Regions from separate parts of the Sus scrofa genome. Here region 2 is linked to region 1. Evidence: chromatin contacts called from public promoter capture Hi-C data. All regions are on one chromosome and are shown on one strand. Each heading gives the region's core, a stretch centred on a gene start, on an enhancer-like site or on the middle of the called end of the contact. The rest is flanking DNA. Distances are from core to core; before and after follow the strand shown.

What was found. Promoter capture Hi-C pulls out the DNA fragments that hold promoters and counts their contacts.
Region 2: a contact with region 1 is called in a promoter capture Hi-C map of liver, with 4 times the contacts expected there. The contact joins the promoter of MAFG here to the promoter of CSNK1D in region 1. A contact is called at or near these places in 1 of 5 promoter capture datasets (liver) and 1 of 2 datasets of contacts at active chromatin or transcription factors (alveolar macrophages).

What each region holds. Positions count from the first base shown.
Region 1 is chr12:767,532-770,493 of Sscrofa11.1, forward strand. CSNK1D (casein kinase I) reads left to right here and starts at 1,325. Exons shown (of 10, transcript XM_021066360.1): 1 at 1,325-1,737. The coding sequence starts at 1,662.
Region 2 is chr12:1,067,711-1,070,845 of Sscrofa11.1, forward strand. It overlaps MAFG (transcription factor MafG), which reads left to right and starts at 1,364. Exons shown (of 3, transcript XM_021066420.1): 1 at 1,364-1,438.

The DNA.
Region 1 (2,962 bases), core at 75-2,574:
GTAAGGATATACTGTACAAGACAGAGAACGTAGCCAATATTTTATAATAACTACAAATGGAGTATAACTTTAAAAAATTTATGAATCCGGTGGTCACAATTTATGCAAATGACCCCACCCCTGCCCCATCATTTGGCTCTTGCCAGTGACCTGTGACTCCCTGCAGACAAAGAACTGGCCGACCAGGACCAGCCAGTTAGCTGAAGAGGCACAGAGGGAGGTCACGGGAGCTCAGTGGCAGAAACTACCAGAAGCCAGAGGAGGAAAGAGAATGGAAGCAGTGGCCGGGAGGTGCGAGGCCACTGTGACAGCAGCAGCAGCGGGGGGACCCCAGCAGCTCCCAGCCCCCACCAGGCCCAACAGACACATGCACACACACCAAGCTCCCTCCCCGAAGGGCCTGAACGGGAGAAGGGAGGAGCGTGCTTTCAGGACACGAGAAAATGCGAAGGTCTGCAGCCAGGCCCTGCGACCTCAGAGCACAGCACTTTGTTCATGCGTGGGCCTGGGGCATGACTGTGGGGTGGAGGCTTCTCTTTGGGGTGATGGAAAAGTGAAGTTGACTGTGACGATGGTTGCTACGTGCTAAAACCATTGACTCGCACACTCTGAATGGGCGCATTGTGGAGTTCTCGCAATGGCGGTGTGGGTTAAGCAGCCCACCGCAGTGGCTCCGGTGGCTGTGGAGGTGGCTGGTTGGATGCCCAGCCTGCTGCAGCGGCGTAAAGGATCTGGTATGGCCGTGTAGGTCACAGCTACCATTTAGATTCAATCCCTTGCTGGGAAACTTCCATATGCCGCTGGTGTGGCCATGAAATCTCTCTCTATATATGTCTATATATTTTCCACTGTGTGTCAGGCACAGGCTGGGTGTCAGCTTTGAGTCCGTGTGAGCTGGGACACTACTGAGGCTGTTGGCACCCAACAAAAAAGCGTACCTAGCACCTAGTGGAGGGAGCATATTACTCCCTGCAGGTGCCGGTGCAGGGAGGTGCCTACCCCCCCCTATAGGGCACTGCCTGGGAGCCTGTCCCAGGCCTGCAGCAAGGAAACGCTGGCTTCCCAGACAGCTGCAGGGAATCCTGCACGAGCCCATAGATCCTGCCGGCGGAAGGGGTCCAGGCGAGGGGCTCTGGGCCCTGGGCTGCTGCCAGAGGCAGGGGGCAAGGAGCGGGGGGAGGTGCCTGGCCGGGTGCGTCAGTGGATCGGGAGAACGCGGTCCCTACCCCTAGAGCTGCGCAGGCCCGCCCCCAGGCCCCGCCCCGCGGTCGCGATCGCCCCGCCCCGGCCGTCGCTTGGAGCCGCGGCCCCGCCCCGCCGGGTTGCTAGGGGAAGTGACGTCACAGCGCGATGGCGGCGGCTCCTTCAGGCCCCTGAAGGGGGATTTAGGCCCGGGAGATCCGAGTCCATCCGCGGCGGGGAGAGGGCGAACGGGGTTGGCGGAGGCCGGAGCAGGGGCGGCGGCGCCCGGACTGTCCCATCCGCCCCGTATTGAGGCGCTGGGAGCGGCAGGGCGGCCGGAAAGCGATGGTGAAAGCGGGGCCGTGAGGGGGGCGGAGCCGGCAGCCGGACCCGCAGTAGCGGCAGCAGCGGCGCCGCCTCCCCGAGCTCAGACCCAGGAAGCGGCCGGGAGGGCAGGAGCGAGCCGGGCCGCCGCCGCCATGGAGCTCAGAGTGGGGAACAGGTACCGGCTGGGCCGGAAGATCGGCAGCGGGTCCTTCGGAGACATCTATCTCGGTGAGGCGCCCCTCCCCCGGGCGCGGCCCCCAAACCGGCGCCCGGCCGCCGGGCTCCGCTCCGGCCGCCGCCCCGGCGACCCCGCCCCCGGCGGCCGGACCCCTGACTCGCCCCGGGGCCCTCACGGCTCGCGCCGCTCAGCTCCCCGGGCGGGAGCCTGCGGCCCCCCCGACCCGCGCCCCGGGGCAGCCGCCCCAGCCTGCCCGCGGCCTCCGGGACGGCCGGCGACCCCGCAGGCGACAAAGCGGTCGGCGGGCGTGCGGGCCCGCGTCCTGCGCCCTGCGGCCGGGCACGAGACGAGGTGAGGCTTGCGCGCTGCCCCTGGCGGTGCCCAGCCCCTCCGGCCGCGGAGCGCAGGTGCAGCGCGGGGCCGCGCGGGGGGCCCGTCGGGCGGTGGTGGGGTACGTGTTGCGCCTCCAAGTTGCAGCCTCTGTCCCTGGCCGTCAACCAGAACGACGCTCAGGCGACCCAGGACGAAGTCAGCGTTTAGGCGTGGGCTGAAGTAGAGGCAGGTCGAGTGGCGCAGCGCTACCCGGAGCTTGTCCTTTGCTGCGAAAGTTCTCGGGGTAGACGGGAAAACCTGGGGTTAGAATGTCCCGGATTGTTTGAGGTCTCCAGCGCAAGAAGGCTCGGATACACCCGTGTGCTAGAGGGTGGGCTTGGATCTTAAAGTTGGAAGTTTAAACAGAACTCAGCGGCATTCCTCGGAGGAACTGTGGGCCACTCGCTGCCACCCCCGCGTCGGGGCTGCCCAGCCCGGCACGCCTGCTGTGCGGCGGGACTGTCGTTGCGCAAGTTCGGGGTAAACATGCGCCCGTGGCGCAGCCCGCCCCGGGGCTTCCGTTCGGCTGCTGCGCTTGTCGCCGAGGGTCCCTGATGCTCCTGGTTATGCCTTTCAGATGGTCCCAAGTGTGCGAGCTCCCCGCCCCATCCTGGGCTCTCGTTACCTGGAGCGGGTGCGCGACCTCGGTGGGCTGGTGTGTAAGAGGAGCCCCCACTGAGGGAGTTGGGAACTGCTTTTGGTACCCTTACCCCACAGGGTACCTGTCCCTCCAGCATGTGCGCTGCTCTCCAAGTAGGATACACTTCAGAGACACTTGCATTTTACTACTTAAATATTTATGTCCAGTCGTCGGGAGCTGCCTTCTCAGCAGGGTTTTGGAGGCGAAGCGCTGGGTAAATGCAAGCTGTTTGCCTTATTTATAGAACAATAGATTTTGGCAAA
Region 2 (3,135 bases), core at 114-2,613, 300 kb after region 1:
CCTATACTCTGAGACTGGCTCCGTGCTGGAGGACACACCCTGTCCTCAAGAGCCCAGATGATAAGACCACTACATGCAGCCCTGCCAAGCAAAAGGTGACAGAGTGCTTTGGGATTCAGAGGGAAGCTACTGGAGTCTGGCAGGGAGGGTTTCTGACACCTTGATGCTCCAAGGCTCTAGGGGCCACCTGGGTGGCCTTTGTCGTTCCTTCAGTGGCACTGAATTCCCATAAGGATCCTGCCCTCGTCCCTGGCTCCTCCCTCTTTCAGCTCATCTGATCTCACTGACCTGTCTGGTGGGGGGGGGCGCGACCCTTCCTGACCTCACACCTGAGAAGAGACGTCCAGAATCTGGAAGTAGAATTGGGTCCCTTCAGTTTCCCTTCTTCCTTTCCAGACCTCTTTCTCTGGGGATTTTGAACAGAAGTGAGAAGTCCTTACAGAAAGTGTAGAAACTTTCTGTAAGGGTCCATGGGTCCATGGACGGGGACCTAAGCTCGGGGCAGACGCTGGTGAAACAGAAAGGAAAGGCGCACCCCCTACATCAACTATGAATTCAACAGATGCTTACTGATGCCCACATTCACCGCACCCACTCTGAGCCAGACGGGTTCTAGGAGCCGCCTGAGCCCGGTCCCTCATGTGAGGTCTCGGGATGCTGGGTGAAGACAGACCACACTACTCAGAAGCCTTGGAGGCGGCCTTGAGCTTCGGACAAACCCTTCGCCTCCCTGAGCCTGTGGGTCTCCTGTGAACCAGACAGCTGTTCCTGGCAAGGCTGAGGCCCGCTCCGCAATTACGGAGGCAAGGCATGCAGAGCCTGCCGGGGAGTAACAGAAACACCATGAGGACCTTCTCCATAATGCGTACGGACCTCGGATCCGCAACAGAAAACCGGACACGTGGCCTTTGCAACGTCTGCGCACAAGCCTCAGGAGAGCTTCAGAGGACCACGAGGCCCCGCCTCAAAGGGGGCGTGGCCGGACAGGGAGCGCGCGCCCGGGCCAGTCCCGCGAGACCTCACCCATCGGGCGCGGCGCGCGTTGCCAGGGCGACGGCGCCCGGCGCGCAGGCGCAGTGCCGGCGCGCTCTGCCGCCCGCCGCCGCCGTCGCCGCCGCCGCGCCTTCCCCTTTAAGCCCCAGCCGGTCGCGTCGCCGCTTCATGAATGGAGCCCACGTGACCAAACATCATGTGACGTCTGAGGAGCGGCGGCGGGCGGCGGCGGCGGCGGCGGCGGCCGGCGGCGGCGGCGGCGGCGGCGGATCCCGAGCCCCGAGCCTGGTCCGGCCCGGCCTTCCAAGCGCGCTCGGACCGGCCCGCGCAGGCGGCGAGCCCCTACCCCGGGCCCGGAGCCCCCGCGCGGCCCACTCCCGCGCGGCCTCGGAGTGCCCGCCCCGCCCCGCCCCAGCCTCGGCCCGCCGGGCCCGCAGTGTGGTGGGTGAGTGCGGCGGCGGCCGGGCCGGGGCAGGGCGCGGGGCAGCTGGGGGCTCCGGGCCGAGGGCGGGCTTCCGCGGGGCCTCGGCTCCTTCGGGCGTCCGGGGCGGCGCGGGCCGGACGCTCCGAGCTTCGGCTCTGCCCCGCGCCCTGCTGGCGGCCCGTGCCTCGATTTCCCCACTAGTCAGAAGCGGCTTCCTGCCCTTGCGCCTGGGGTGCTCGGGTGGGCGCGGGGGTGCCCACAGGGGCGGGGCGGGGCTTGCGCGGGCTGGCTTGCTGGGCCGGGGCGTCCTGGAGGGAGGGGCGGCCGGGGTGGCGGGAGGAAAGGGTGGGGTCGATCGGGGAGCCCAGGGCTCCGCGGAAGAGCCTGGCCGTCCCAGCCTGAGCTGCTGATTCATCAGGTGTCTGTGTTAACGCCTCTCGGACGCGGGGGTCCTTGGAGGCCGGGGGGAAGGGGGCGGCACGTGGGGGGTGGCTAGGAAGACCCTCCCCGCGCCGACTTCGCTCTGTCACACTCGTGCCAGAGCCCAGAGGGAGACTTGCTGAGTCATCAGCATGAGGTCACTCGATGCTTGTCCTGATGCCTGGGGGGATTTGAGCGAGGGGCTCGAGAGGCTGGAAGCGAGAGGTGAGAGCTAAACCAGGGAGTGGGAAGGGGCTAGGCCCCAGGCTGGGGTGCCTGCTTAAGTTCGGGCTGATGTGCGTGTTGAAGGTTTGGGGGGTGAGTAAATGGAGGGACCGCTATTCTTATTATTCTGGGGTAGAGGGTGAAGACCCTGGTCCGTCCATCCCCTCCCCGGCAGGCTTTTCTCAGGCTGCTGGTCCCTGACCCGCGTCTGGGACAGTTCCCCAAACTGGGAAATAGTTCTCTGAGTGAGAAGAGGGAGGAGCTTAGGGGGGCTGTGCTTGCGGGCTGGGAAGCCGGCTTTCCTTATGACTGGTCTGGTTGGCCAGGCTGGGCAGCCTCTGGGCGGGGAAGATGGGGAGACAGTGGGAGAAAGAGGGGTGCCTGTACCCGGTTTCTGGGTAACAGTGGACAGGGCAGGGGGCATGTAGGTGCAGCTCTACCAGGAAATTGCCAATGAGAGGAAGCAGCAGGACTTAGACTTCAGGGGAGTTGGTGTCTGGTGAGCAGGCCCTGCCTCTCTTCACAGCCCGCCGTGGGGTCTGGCTCGAGGCTGTGGGTGGCGGTAGCTTGGAGGGCACCCACCTTCAGGGCACTGGACTGGGGTGGACGGCATGGGCTGAAGAATCTCAGTCACCCCGGATTGTTCTGGTTGGGCTCAGGGTTGTGCAGCTTAACAAAGAAGGTGGTCCTGATGGGGTGGTGGTGGGGACTCCTGGGGAGGGAACTCCAGCCTGAGGGTCGTGTGGCCTGAGCCACCTTCCTAAGTGAATGGGTGGTTCCTGGTCTCCAGGGGCGGGGGTGGGAGTGGGGGTCTTTCCTCTAGACCAGAGCTGATCCTTTTGCCCAGGGGTTCAAGGCTAGGTAAGGCTGACCTTGTGCTTTGTCCTCAGGCATTACTTCCGCTCCCCTTCACCCCAGCCCTGGGCATACAGATGCCAGCTGATCTTTTTTTTTTTTTTTTTTTTCCTGGCCACAGCATGCAGTGGCTTGAAGTGGGATCTCAATTCCCAGAAAAGGGATGGAACCCAGGCCGCAGCAGTAAAAGTGCCGAGTGCTAAGCACCAGACCACCAG